2 separate regions of the Hordeum vulgare genome follow, and region 2 is linked to region 1. Evidence: chromatin contacts called from public Hi-C data. All regions are on one chromosome and are shown on one strand. The core of a region is the stretch at or near the end of the contact, and the rest is flanking DNA. Distances in the headings are between cores, read along the strand shown. Region 1 holds the start of LOC123444483 (LRR receptor kinase SERK2). Region 2 holds the start of LOC123444485 (glutathione S-transferase 1-like).

The links. Hi-C and Micro-C count contacts between places; a contact is called where the count stands out from the background.
Region 2: a Hi-C map of seedling shows a contact between it and region 1, with 6 times the contacts expected there. The contact joins the promoter of LOC123444485 here to the promoter of LOC123444483 in region 1. A contact is called at or near these places in 3 of 6 Hi-C or Micro-C datasets (leaf and seedling) and 1 of 1 datasets of contacts at active chromatin or transcription factors (embryo).

What each region holds. Positions count from the first base shown.
Region 1 is chr3H:499,002,548-499,005,202 of MorexV3_pseudomolecules_assembly, forward strand. LOC123444483 (LRR receptor kinase SERK2) reads right to left here and starts at 1,325. Exons shown (of 13, transcript XM_045121206.1): 1 at 740-1,325.
Region 2 is chr3H:499,142,870-499,145,524 of MorexV3_pseudomolecules_assembly, forward strand. LOC123444485 (glutathione S-transferase 1-like) reads right to left here and starts at 1,290. Exons shown (of 3, transcript XM_045121207.1): 1 at 885-1,290. The coding sequence starts at 1,034.

The DNA.
Region 1 (2,655 bases), core at 75-2,574:
ATCACTTTAAACGCCAATAATTTACATCTGACTGTTAGAATCAACAACACAGCGTAACGGTACCACTATATTCCCAATCATAAACAAGATTTGGGACATCTATCATGCCAACAATACACTAGTACTAATATGTTACCCAATTTCGGCCAGTATAACCAAGACAAAGCTCCTGCTCTCTCAAATTGCATGTTGCTGCTAAGCTTTGATTTCAGGTCAAGACGGTGCAGATAAGGCTGGTCATAGTGGGAGTAACTTAACTAGTAACATAGCGCATTTCAAGAAAACTTTGCTTATGTGGCATGTAGTTAATGAGGAGAGAGGTGTTTAGAGTAACATAATATGTTACCCTAAGATAACATAAAATGAGTCTATAATCTAATAAATGCCACATATGATACTACTTCTATGTTCCTTTGCACTATGAAGGTAGTTGCTTAGACTAGTGTCATACTATAACATGTTCAAACCAATACATTTGCTCACCTGAAGAAGAAAAATCAAACTACAGTTTGCCAGTAGAAGCATTATCACAAACACTTGATCAAGCAAAATCCTTTCACATGTAAACTTGAGCATGCACCGGAAAAATCATGCAGCAAGTACTCGTCAAGGAATAATCAAAATTATACTATCACAGTACCAAATCTACAGCAAGTGCTCATCCAACACAGAAATAAGGACAAAAAACTGAACAACACAGAGTATGCAAGAGGAAGGGGGGGGGGGGGGGGCTACCTGCCTCTGGACTGGTCGCCGGCGTAGCTCCGGGCGGCGGCGTTGCTAGGCGGGAGCGGCTGGTCCAGGGAGGGAGGTGGGAGCGGCTGCTCGACGGAGGGAGGCGCTGCCGGGCTCCTCTACTGGCGGACGGGCAGCGCAGGCTGGGGGCGCCGCGGCGGAGGCTAGGGACCCTAGCTGTCGCGGTCGGGAGGGAGGCGCTCTCTCGGTTCGGTCGCTTGAAGGAACTAGGCGGCCGTACCCGCCTGCGCAACCGCCGCCGCCGCCAGTGCGCTGGTGGAGACGTGGGTGGTGGACGACCCGAGCGGTTGACTCCCCCAGACGCCGAAATGGACCGCTGCCGCGGCTGGTGAATCCATTTTAGGCAGTAGGCGGGGCGCAACTTGGTTGGGTTGGTGGATTCTCCATTTCCGCCCTCCGATCCCTTGAGATAAGACGGAATTGGTTGGGGTCGCTGGCTCTCGGGCTCGGGCTCGGACGCCGGTGCGCCGCGTGCCTCTCCGTGACTCGCCGCAGATTCTCCCCGCTAGCTAGCTATAGCCCCATGCGCTGTCCCTGCGAGGTCGCTTTCCGGTTAGCTCACGCCTTTCTGCCCGTGTTCTGTTTTCTGTTCAGTTTACTGTGCGGCGATGGCGAGGCAAACGATCGTTTTTGCGGGCCGAGGAGACGTAGTGGGAAAGCGGCAGCGCTATCTTCGGCTTGATGCTTGGCTCGGCTTGGCTCGATGCCCACTTGGAAATGGTGCCCACCTATAGTTTCCAGTGTCACCTATGGCGTCCCGACGGTTCCTACCTGGTTCACGTTTTGCGCGTACCCTCGCTTGGCGTCGGTCCATGGCTCGCCTGTGCTGACACTTCCCCACGAGTAAGATCAACTGTGCCGACCCAAACGAACGGTTTTGTTGTTCGTTTTTTGTTCGTTTGGATCAGCCGCTCCTTTTGTGTCCGTTTTGTTTTAGATTTGAATCGACGGTGCGTTGGACGCACGACCGATTCATTTCATGTCCGTACATAATTTTTTTTTAAAAACACTGATGACCCACAAGTATAGGGGATCAATCGTAGTCCTTTCGATAAGTAAGAGTGTCGAACCCAACGAAGAGAAGAAGAATCTGACAAGTGGTTCTCAGCAAGGTAAAATCTGCACGCACTGAAATTGTCGGTAACAAGTGATTGTGTGGTGAGATGATTCATAGCAAGCAACAAGTAACAAAAGTAACAACGGTGCAGCAAAGTGGCCCAATCCCTTTTCTAGCAAGGGACAAGCCTGAGCAAAGTCTTATAAGAGGAAAAACGCTTCCGAGGACACACGGGAATTTCTGTCATGCTAGTTTCATCATGTTCATATGATTCGCGTTCGTTACTTTGATAGTTTGATATGTGGGTGGACCGGCGCTTCGGTACTGCCCTTATTTGGACAAGCATCCCACTTATGATTAACCCCTCGCGCAAGCATCCGCAACTACGAAAGAAGAATTAAGACAACGTCTAACCATAACATTAAACTAGTGGATCCAAATCAGCCCCTTACGAAGCAACGCATAGACTGGGGTTTAAGCTTCTGTCACTCTAGCAACCCATCATCTACTTACTACTCCCCAATGCCTTCCTCTAGGCCCAAATATGATGAAGTGTTATGAAGTCGACGTTCACATAACACCACTAGAGTAAAAGACAACATAAAACATATCAAAATACCGAACGAATACCAAATTCACATGACTACTATTAGCATGACTCAGCCCATGTCCTCAGGAACAAAAGTAACTACTCACAAAGCATAATCGTAATCATGATCAGAGAGGTAATGAGTAGCATCAAGGATCTGAACATAAACTATTCCACCAACCGTATTGGCATAGGTGCTCCATCATGGCAGGATGAACGAGTCGCCGGAATCCTGCAGCCAACCGTATTGATT
Region 2 (2,655 bases), core at 40-2,539, 140 kb after region 1:
TAGCAGATGATTAAAGGGCAATCTAGATCAAGTTTTTACATTTTACCCAAATCATTTTGTTTTTAGTACAAGGTTTAGGGGGGAGATCTATTGGCAAAAAGTGACACAATTGTAATATAACTGGGTGGTTGGTGGCGTTGTCGGTGCTTGGGTGCAGGAAGGGCGTGGGATTTGCTGACTGTATTCCTCCTTGAGCTTGCAATTTGTTCCAAAATTAACTTGTCAAAGCACCAATGAACAAGCAAACTAAATGGCACATCCAGATCAAGTTTCCATAATGAATCAAAAATATTTACATTTACAAGGTTTAAGAGAAGATGTAAATAACACACTTGGCATACCAGTGGCGTGGGTCGTCGGAGCAGGAACGTGGATGTGGTGAAAATATAAATTTCCTACAGTGTAAGTTGGCGAAATTCAAGTGACTAAAAGATTGGGGAGCAGCGGAGCCGGAGGTGTTAGTTAATCTAGTCCACCACGCGGTCCACGCCCAAATGGTTCGCCAATCTGAGACCAGCTGCGGAAAAACTCGCCCTGTATCGTCCTCATCGAAGTACAATCTGAACCTAGGATCTGCTCCAACATCGACCTGTAAACGCCCCATCGGACCATGGTCTCAATCGTGATACCAGTACTGCTAGATTATACGAGAGCGACAGCGACATCTCTCCGGCCCCCGCTAAAATAAACAGTGATGGAGACATGGAAGCGACCCCCCACGGCGGGAGTCGGCTGACTTTTTGCTCCGCCGATGGCAGCGACGGACCGAACGAATCGACGTCATCATCTCGTGAGATTAGAGGCAAGCAGACGGCGCAGGGCCGCCGAACTATCGACACGGATGGTAAATTCAAGAGGGGGGGAGGGCATGGTAGGGCACGTACGTTCCTGGCGAGGTGGTCGGGGCTCTTGTGCTCGCCGGTGCTGAAGTTGATGGGGACGAGCTCGTACTCGACGCCGGCCTCCTCCAGCGCCGCCACGCACCTGGTGACGTTCCACGACAGGGTCGCGCCGTACAGCTTCACCGGAGCCATCTCGTCTCTTCTCACTCCGCAACGCCCTCGAACCTTTTTTTTTCTATCTCTTCTTCTCGGATGGGATGGGATGGGACGGGACGGGATGGGGAAATGACCGCGCTCGGGGTCTCGGCTAAATAGGCAATGGAGCCTCACTGCTGCTCCCTTCCGATGGAGCAGGTGGAGTGGGAGAGGGAGCGGGTAGGTGAGGTGTGGTGGAGGGTGCGGCTGGTCAATGGGCCCCGCGCTTCTAGGGGCTTCCGTTTCTTCAACCATTTCGAGTAGTACTACTACTCGTCCTTGTTTTTGCACGAGCTTTTTCTAGTGCTCCACTCTATTCTGTTTTTCTGATATACTCCTATATAGATATTCTTTTCGGATTGGCGACCGACGCAAGTGATCACGGTGGGTAGTGCGCCAGCGGCGCATCGAGATCCGCGCATTTCCTTTCTCCAGCACTTTTAGTTTTGATGATTGATTGACTTTAGCTTCTTCGGATGAAGCTTCGTTACTGTAGCAATTAGGCCTCTAGTACTCGCAATGCAGTACTCCGCTTCCAAGGGGCTGAAATTTAAATTTATTTCGAACAATCTCTGCTTCGTTTACTTCCTTGTTTTTACATATGTTTATTTTCTAGATGCGCGTTCTTTTTTCTTTTTTGGACACGTACAATCATTTTTTTTCCTTTGAGAGGCGCGTTCAAACGAAGATGATCACATACAATTATGAAAATACACACGCACGCCTATCTTTATAAGCTTCTTCGAGGTATTAGAGCGTCTCCAACAGCCGCGCTAAAACAACGCCGCGCTGTAAAATTAACTTTTTTAGCGCGCGCAAAATAGCAAAATGGGCTTCAGCGGACGAGCGATAAACGCGTGCACGACATATAGAGTACAACGTGCTGTCCGAATCGCCATCGCGCGCCGTGTATTTGGTGCGTCCACTACCGTGCGCCGCACACTCGAGCGCTCGCGCTGCACTCTCTCCACCATGCCACCTTCGCCCCACCCCGCGCCGCCGCCGGCGAACTGACCCGATGGACGCCCTCGCCGGCACCCCCTCACCCCTTCCTACACCCGCGACCCCTCCGCGGCCGTCGCCGCCGCCGCAAACCCTAGCGCGGGGAGCTTTGGCTTCGCCTTCGCAGGTGCTCCTCCAAGCACCGGCGTCGCGCGCGGCCTTTTCATGACGCCACGGATGACCTCGGTGGCGGGTGGCCTCGCGCCGGCGCCCATCGTGAAGCCACGTGCCCCCCTCTCGAAGCGCCCAAATGCGGCGCGACCGAAGAAGGGCAAGGTTTCCGCGAAGAAGAACAAGGCAACGGACGGCTCCGGCTCCTCCAAGTCGTAACTTGCAGGGCGAGCGACGGCCGCGGCGGCTACCGAAGCACCGATGAGCTCACTTGTTGAGCCGGCGGCCGACGCGCACAATGTGTTTGAGGAAATGCCCCAAAGGTAAAAATAATCGCCAACTTTTTCTTGTTGTTATTTTTTGAATGCATACATATAGATAGTGTTGGGGACCGTCGCATGGGAAACAAAAAATTTCCTACACGCACGAAGACCTATCATGGTGATGTCCATCTACGAGAGGGGATGAGTGATCTACGTACCCTTGTAGATCGTACAGCAGAAGC